Regions from separate parts of the Mus musculus genome. Here regions 1 and 2 are each linked to region 3. Evidence: chromatin contacts called from public HiChIP or PLAC-seq data. All regions are on one chromosome and are shown on one strand. The core of a region is the stretch at or near the end of the contact, and the rest is flanking DNA. Distances in the headings are between cores, read along the strand shown. Region 1 overlaps Lgr6 (leucine-rich repeat-containing G protein-coupled receptor 6). Region 2 holds the start of Nav1 (neuron navigator 1). Region 3 holds the start of Timm17a (translocase of inner mitochondrial membrane 17a).

Region 1 (2,700 bases), core at 162-2,661, 330 kb before region 3:
ATAACAGTAGAGGACTTAGGTGCTCCTAACAGTTCAGTTTTTCATCCTATGACCAGTCAAAGACTCATGGTCCTTCTTGTCAGATCCAAATATGTAGAACAGAGACTCAGAAATTTGCTTAGAAGAAGACCCATGGTCTTCAACTGACCACAAAGGAGATAACCAAAGTACTAACATTCTGGCTTGCTAGAAATTTGGCCCAAAGTAAAACACAAGGAAACTTAACTACTCAATCTTATTTGGGGTAAATGTATATGAACTAGTAGTTGGAGGTTTTGTTTGCTTGCTTGCTTGCTTTTGTTTTTTGAGACAGAGTCTCATGTAGCCTAGGATAGCCTCAAACTCATTATGTAGCTGAGGATGACCCTAACACTCGATCTTGCCACCTCCACACTGGCACCACCACTCCTAGCTAGACGTTTAAATAAAAGTTTATGGAACTTCAACTCTCTCCTCCCTTGCCTCTTCTCTAATTAGAATGTTGAACTTTGGCTGATGTCCAGATTTAGAAGCAGACAGTAAGGTGACAACTGTGCCATGCTAAAGCTTGCAGCCCAAAGGGGCTGGCTCACTCTCATAGAAGACCTCTTTAAGGAACAATGCCTACATTCTTAGACCACCAACACATGGCCACTTCACTCCAAGGCTAGTTCCTTGACTCCAAAGGGGAGAATGATCTCATAGTGATGTAGGTGGAGAGAGCAGGGTAAAAATCTAGGTAACTTGCTGTAAGTCAAGCCTCCCCAAAAGAATGCCAATTTTGCCATTGTGATAGTTTGTATATGCTTGGATCAGGGAGTGGGACTATTAGGAGGTGTGGCCTTGTTGGAGTAGATGGGTCACTGTGGGTGTGGGCTTTAATACCTTAGTCCTTAGCTGCCTGGAAGTGAGTATTCTGCTAGCAACCTTCAGATGAAGATGTAGAACTCTCAGCTCCTCCTGCACTGTGCTTGCCTGGATTCTGCCATGTTCTCACCTTGATGATAATGGACTGAACCTCTAAACCTGCAAACCAGCCCCAATTAAATGTTGTCCTTATGAGAGTTGCCTTGGTCATGGTATCTCTTCACAGCAGTAAAACCCTAACTAAAATAGCCAACCCTAGGAAATAAAAAAAAAAAAACAAAAAAACAAAAAAACCAAAACCCACCAATTCTCAAGGTGGGGGGACCTCCCACCAAGGGCTCTCATAGCCCGGGGGAAATAAAGAAATCAGGCACCCAGAAACAATTGATAAATAAATCTGCCATCATTTGGTGAATGCCCTTCCTGAAACTGGCCCCATGAGAAGACCCTAAGGAATAATAAAGTCATCCTTTTCTGCTTCTGAGCCTTCTAGAGTCTAGGGGCTACTCAGTGAATCACAGGAGGTTTGGAAATGTTCTGAGCTCCATGCATGGCCTCTGACTCATCTCTCCACCTCACTTGTTGACCTATGGCAGAATTTTCACTGGGCACTCAGGAGACCGCAGAGAAGCTAAGCTATGGAAAGTTAACTATTAAACTTAGAGAAGGGCCTTCTCAGCTTGTTTTAAAGGTGGAGTTTTTGGAAAGAGGACTTGGCTAGGGATCACAACAGGATTCAGGCAGAGAATGGTGCTCCACTGGGCTTCAGGATCCAAACTTGGTCCTTTCTAGGTAAATGGTGTTGGGGGCAATCCCAGGAGCAATTATCGTCTATTGCTGAGTCTTGGCTTCTCCCCACTTGTTACCTCCTCTCTCTGAGATTGAATTCCCGTGTTTGGAGTGAGGCGGAGGCACTGCATAGAACCTCAACTGCACTTGGGGAAGCAGAGGGTAAGAAAGATCAAGAGGAGAGAGGCAGAAGAATCAAAGGCCTGTTGGGGGCATCCAGGAGTCCCAGATAGCCACAGCACTCCCTAAAATGCAATATTCACAATACAAATATCCCTTCTCTTGGGTTTTCCATCCCTACCAGTAACAGGATTGGGATGAGAAGAGAGGTCCAGGCCATAGTGAGATGCATACAATGTAAAACCATACAAAGTTAGCATAGAGTTCGGGGAAGCCCAGAGAACCACAGACTTCTCAGTGTATATCTTACCAGGACCTGAGAATCCTGTCTTGCTGAGGGCAGAAATTTCATTACTGCTTGGGGTCGGTGTGGTGTGGGAACACATCAAGGTCTCTTTCCCCCCGCCCCACCTTGGAGATGGGGCAGGCTCCTCCAGGTGTCTGTTCCAGTAGGATAAGTGAGGTGGGGAGGGGAGCAGAATGCAAAATCTGTCCTGGATGACGGATCATCAGTCACCTCTGGCACTTCACCCCAGGTTGGCTTCATAGGGGCTTTGAAAGAGGGTGGCATCTTATGATGTCATAGGGTAGTACTCCATGGTATGAAGATGATTCCCCGGGAGAAAAACCATAAAGTTCTATGAGAGATTTGTAAGTGTTTCATGAAAAGCAAATATATAGGTATCATCAAATAATTAAGTTTAATTGCTGTAGTAATTAAGCCAAAAAGTCCTAATTCTCAGGACCTTTTAGACACTAACATGACCCCATGACTCTAAGAAAGGGACATAATATGCAATGTCTTCCAAAGTGTATTTTAACAGGAAGCACTTTGGCACAGCATAGGTCAAGATTAATGGAACACAAAACACATTTTATATTCTATATGTCACAGGGGAGACTCTCCAATGTCTTTGGTAGTTGTCTTCCAGTGTCATGCTCTGT
Region 2 (2,700 bases), core at 29-2,528, 270 kb after region 3:
TGGAGCCTCAGCCCTGCTCCAAGGACCAACTAGCCCTCACATCTGCTTTCCCCACATCTTTGCTCTAGATCTCCTACCCTAGGCTTCCCTAGCAATGCTGGATGCTGTGTTATTCAGCGCAGACTACTCCTCAGCTGGTGTTTCTACCAACCTCACTGTGGTTTGCCATATTAGGACTCTGGACCTTAAAATTCAAGGGAGCTAATGATTTCTGAGCCCCCCAAGTCCCCCGTCTCCATTGTCCACCCTCACTTCCAACAAGCCACAGCAGAGCCCAGGCTCCCATCAGCGACATCTTTAAGACACACGTTAGCCAGACACAGCTGGAGGTAGGCCAGCTCTGCACATCTGGGCAGTAATACCCCTCCTAACCTGGCCAGTGATCGGTATAGAAGGGAGAAAGGGGGAAAGCAAACCTCTTCCTGCAGCTGGCCAGGAGAAAACCAGGGGCGGGGTGGGGCGGGGCAGCAAGTCTTACCTAGCATCTGGCTGAAGAGTAGCTGTTCTAGGTCGCCCAGCACGGTAACCACAAGCTCGGGGTCCACCTTGAGGAAGGCCCGCTCCTCCTGGCCCTTGGCAGAGGGCACAGTCCCTGAGCCCTTTTGCGCTTTAGCCTTGCTGGAAAGCAGTTCGTCATCCGATTTGCCATCATCGCTTACCGCTGCCTCAGGCGCCTTGCTGAGAGGCTTGACCTCCGCATAGGGTCCCCGAGGAATCCGGCTAGGTTTGCCTAGGCTGGGCGCTAGCGGAGCCAGTGGGGTCTTGGCGCCGCCGGTTGAGCCACCTTTGGGTTGGAAGAGCGAATGCTCAGACTTGGACAGCGTCTTGGACATCAGAGGAGTCTCGCGGCCCTTGGGCCCCAGTTTGCCCAAACCCTTGGGTGCTTTGGCCATATCATCACTCCACTCAGGCTCATACAGCTGCAGCTTTTTCTCGGAGTCCGTGAGAAACGAGAGGTTGGTGAGCGACTTCTGTTTGCGCAGGTTGGAGGTAGGCAGCCCGCCGGGGACACGACTGTCCACGCTGCCGGACTTGAAGACCTTCAGCTCCGCTGCACTGGCCTTGGCCATACTGCCACTGCCTCCTGCCGCCTTGGCGCGCTTGGGCAGCATGCCTCTGCCGTCCGCCGCGGCTGCCTTTCTGCTGGCTCCCCGAGACTCGTCCGCGCCCTCGTCGCCGCCGCTGCCGCTGCCGCCGCTCAGCTCCACCTCGGGCTGCACGCTCTTGACGCTGCTGCCCAGCATTCTGCCTGCGAGGAGCGCATGGACGATCCGCGCGTCTGCAGGCACGGGGCGGGGGAGGGGGCGGTAGTGCCGGGAGAGGAGGGGGCGGAATGGGGGGGAGGACGGAAGAAACCGCGGAGGAAGGGGAGAGGAAGGGGAGGGAGCAAGGGGGCGAGCGGAGGGCGAAAGGGAAAGAAATGCGGAGAAGGAAGCCGGGGAAGAGGAAAAGGCAAGGAAATAGCGGGTTGATGGGGCGGGGTCGAAGGAAAAGGGGCGGGGCGGGGAGAATATAAATTAAAAAATTTAAATCAGTCAAAGGAACGATAGAAGACCAGCGGCTCCATCGAAGCCAGGTCGTGTTGTGATGCTGGGATCTTGTCTCTGTCCCCCGGCTAGCCGATCCGTGCTGCGGGCTGCACACTCCGGGGCAGCGCCCTCTCTCTACTCCTCCTTCCAGCTCGTGGAGAGGCTGCGGGCTGCAGCTCCCAGCGAGAAAGAGGGGAGGGGGAAGGCGGGGAGCAAACAGGAGGAGGGGTGGAGTGTGCGCAAGGGGAGGGAGGTAGGGGAGAGAGTGTGTCTATTTCTGGCTCGGGAGGGGGAGGTGTCTGTGAGCTGAGCCCCGGGGGCACAGAGAGGATCCCACCAGTTTTTCTCCTTGCTTTCTACAGAGAGATGGGGTAGAAGGTTCCCTGCTGCATCTGGAAAAAAGCATGAGTGGAGGAAGGGAGACTTAGGGGTACAGGTAAAGGTCCTGGGAAAGGGTGTCTTTGACCCAGGAGAAAGAGTGGCCCTGTAGGTCTTGGGTAGAAACTGGCAGAGCCTGAGGGAAGCTCTCACAAACCGTTACCTTTGGTTTCCCTCAGAAATTCTTTACCTTTAGTTACCTTTAGTCTCTATGGTGTATTTTGCCCTCCTAAACCCAGAAGGTAAGGGACACAGGACAGAACAGGCTGCTTTAGACAGTGCCTAGGGTTGACAGGGACAGGGACCTGAGGGGTTGAAGCGGCTAACTGTTGGGTGCAGGAGTCCGAGTCACCATTCCACTTGATCACATGACCTTGTCAAAGTCATTGAACCTCTGTTGCTCTTACAATGGTTTTAATCCTAGCTTCCTAGGAAAAGGGGCTTTGGGACACTAAGGACACAGGAGAGTTAGCATAGGTCCCTTGGCAGAGCATTTTTTGTTTTGTTTTGTTTTTTGTTTTTGGAGGCGGGATTTCTCTGTGTAGCCCTGGCTGTCCTGGAACTCACTCTGTAGACCAGGCTGGCCTCGAACTCAGAAATCTGCCTGACTCTGCCTCCCGAGTGCTGGGATTAAAAGCGTGCGCCACCACTGCCCAGCTGCAGAACCAACTGAAGAGATCCTGGATATGTTTGTTCTATCAGCATAGGAGCTCTCCAAGTACCATGCTAGCCCAGAGTAGGTATTAATGACTCAGGCTCTGAGGCCAGATGGCTGGACACTGGGTGCTGGCCA
Region 3 (2,700 bases), core at 88-2,587:
CCATCTACTGTTTCAGACAGCGCTGGCCTCAGAACACACCAAGAAAAAAAAGGAATGTCCAGTAACTTATCAAACATCAAGACATGGCCTTGCTATGTATCCTGGGCTAGCCTAGAACCTAAGTGCTGAGATTACCAGCATGCACAGTGCACTCTGATGAAAATATGTCTGACACAAGGTCTAACCCCAGCTGCCCTAGAACTTGCTATGGAGCCCAGGCTGTCCTTAAACTTGCTGGCTCTCCTGCTTCTACCTCATGAGGCCTGTGCCACCTGACCTGGGGAAAACTCAAATGTATCAAAATTACCCCTCCTGCTAATCTGTGTCATTATACGGCATCTAGTACCAATTTATACAGTCCAGCTAAACCCTGCATATCCAACCCCAACACATGGAGATAACCTCCTCTGAGGACAGAAGGCTGAAGCATACTTTTGGGAGTGCCACCAAATAATAATTTAAAATCCTGGGCAGACACACTATTTGAGGATAATACCCTGACGCTCATTACAAACAAAAACCCAGAATACCAAGATCTATTAGCTTGTGACACCTGAGGCTTTATTCAAACAACTGTTGAGACTCGACAGCTATTACATTAATTTACTGCAAACAGCTATGCCTGATTTACTCTTGTTTACACCTTGAGCCAAGCATACAGCCCTTACTTAATAAACACTTAATGAATTTATGTCTATTCATGGCTTTTCAGAGAACACACGCAGCTCATCTCTTCCTATTTTCCACATACTGATATATCTTTTTTCTTCGGGAATTCCACATAGGAAAGGCCGCTTCAGCCTACAAGGAGCTCATCCAGCCCCCTTGGATGTTGGGTGAAATTTGTGGTCTACTCATTTGAAATGCTTCATCGTGGGGACACTTAGTCCTCATAGGCATAAGGCCTCGGGTATGGCACTCGGAGATCTACATTCCCTTCGTCGAGGCAGAAACTGAGCAGAGCGAGGCTTAGGGACGTGTTCAAGGTCGCCTCAGCAGGCAGAAGGGATCATTATTGTCCCCGCACAAAGTCGACAGCACCTGCCATAGGGAGGAGGTTCCAAAGCTCCACCAAGCCCAGCACCGGACCTCCTCCCAATGCACCACAAGGTCACAGGGGTGCTGGGGTCCTGGCACACTGCGCTAAAAAGCCACCTTTGTCACGCTCATCCACACTACCCACAGCTGCCCAGATCTCGGCGCCGAGCCGCGCGGAGCTCCGCTTGCACCTCAGACTCCGACCACGGCGGATGGAGGAGGTAATTAAGGGACAAGGGCGGCGGCGGCAACTCACCACGGCTCTCTCGCGTATTCCTCCATCTTGGCTCCAACCCGCGCGAGAGTCTACGGCACGCTGGGCGGAAATTGATCCCCGCGACGGAAGTGATCCCAGGCGGAGGCGTGCTACTGGACGGGGATTGGAGCATCTCTTCCTGCCGCAGCCAATGGCAATCGGACTCCTTGTAGACCCGGAGCGTGGAGGCTCCCCGGCCAGGGCGTGGAGGTTCGGGGGTTCGGAGTACTGAGTGACAGAGTTCAGATCAGCCCCGTGGCCTGGGATAAACATTGATTGCCCTTTTTTTCGAGACAGAGTTTCTCTGCCCTGGAACTCGCTTATGTAGCCCAGTCTGGCTTCAAACTCAGATCAGCCAGCCTGTGCCTCCCGAGTGCTGGATTAAAGGTGTGTGTCACCACTATCCAGCCGCTATTTTTTAAAAAGTGCTTTTGCTGTCAGGTATTTATTAATAGTGCTACTTAATTTGCCGTGAACAGTGAATCTTTAATAAATATATGTAGCTCTTTTAGAGCAGATCTATATAGTCATAATGTCTGGAATGTAATAGATAACTTTTAAAATAAAGATTATTTTTATTAATTGATGTATGTACGGGATCTGGTGGGTGCATGGAGGTCTAAGGAGAGTCTACAGAACTGGAATTGTCAGGGCTGACAGCGAGTACTTTACCCACTGAGCCAATTTAGCAGCCCGAAAATAAGTGTTCATCTTATAGAGACAATTGGACCATTTCAGGAGCCATGGCCAATTTGAGACCATTGATTTTGGGGGTCGTTGGTGCCAGATCCTCTTCCATGCCTCCCCACAAAGGATAACCCAGAAAGCATGAGATATGTTTAGCCCAGAGAAAAGAGACTGAAAATAGGGCTATAGTCATACTTAAGTTGGTAAGTCAGATCCCCAGCATCATACACACACACACACACACACACACACACACACACACACACACACACACGGTTATGGTGGCACATATTGAAGTTCAGTGTTATATCCTCAGTTGCATTTAGAGTTCAAAGCCATCCTGAGATACTCCAGACTTCCCTTGTTAAAGAAGAAAAAGCTAAAAGTATGAAGTTTCACCAGCCTTATCAGGAAAACACAGTCACTGCCAGCTATAAAGGGAGTTCTTGTTCCATTCCACCTTAAAACAACAACAACGCCGGGCGTGGTGGCGGACGCCTTTATTCCCAGCACTTGGGAGGCAGAGGCAGGCAAATTTCTGAGTTCGAGGCCAGCCTGGTCTACAGAGTGAGTTCCAGGACAGCCAAGGCTACACAGAGAAACCCTGTCTCAAAAAAAAAAACAACAACAACAACAAAACAAAGCTAGATATTTGAGGCTAGACAGATGGCATAGCAATCAAGAGCCTGACTGTTCTAGAGGACTGGGGTTCAATTCCC

What was found. HiChIP or PLAC-seq counts read pairs in DNA pulled down with a chosen protein or histone mark.
Region 1: a contact with region 3 is called in an HNF4G HiChIP or PLAC-seq map of pancreatic cancer cells. The contact joins the enhancer-like site here to the promoter of Timm17a in region 3. A contact is called at or near these places in 4 of 39 promoter capture datasets (the 3T3-L1 cell line, cranial neural crest, embryonic stem cells and 1 more), 1 of 484 Hi-C or Micro-C datasets (the BV-2 cell line), 6 of 115 datasets of contacts at active chromatin or transcription factors (bone marrow-derived macrophages, embryonic stem cells and pancreatic cancer cells) and 1 of 9 other capture datasets (adipose tissue).
Region 2: an H3K27ac HiChIP or PLAC-seq map of microglia shows a contact between it and region 3, with 3 times the contacts expected there. The contact joins the promoter of Nav1 here to the promoter of Timm17a in region 3. A contact is called at or near these places in 1 of 484 Hi-C or Micro-C datasets (embryonic fibroblasts), 1 of 115 datasets of contacts at active chromatin or transcription factors (microglia) and 1 of 9 other capture datasets (pancreatic islet).

What each region holds. Positions count from the first base shown.
Region 1 is chr1:134,983,915-134,986,614 of GRCm38.p6, forward strand. Lgr6 (leucine-rich repeat-containing G protein-coupled receptor 6) reads right to left here. Exons shown (of 18, transcript NM_001033409.3): 18 at 2,439-2,700. Among named protein-coding and RNA genes, the nearest start is that of Ube2t, 23 kb to the left of the region's middle. Within about 2 kb of position 1,412, at least 8 of the 459 cell types and tissues checked have an H3K27ac peak or open chromatin away from gene starts, as enhancers often do. A contact at or near this core is called in pancreatic cancer cells, where this site is marked.
Region 2 is chr1:135,584,077-135,586,776 of GRCm38.p6, forward strand. It overlaps Nav1 (neuron navigator 1), which reads right to left and starts at 1,279. Exons shown (of 30, transcript NM_173437.2): 1 at 479-1,279. The coding sequence starts at 1,244.
Region 3 is chr1:135,312,400-135,315,099 of GRCm38.p6, forward strand. Timm17a (translocase of inner mitochondrial membrane 17a) reads right to left here and starts at 1,338. Exons shown (of 6, transcript NM_011590.2): 1 at 1,295-1,338. The coding sequence starts at 1,320.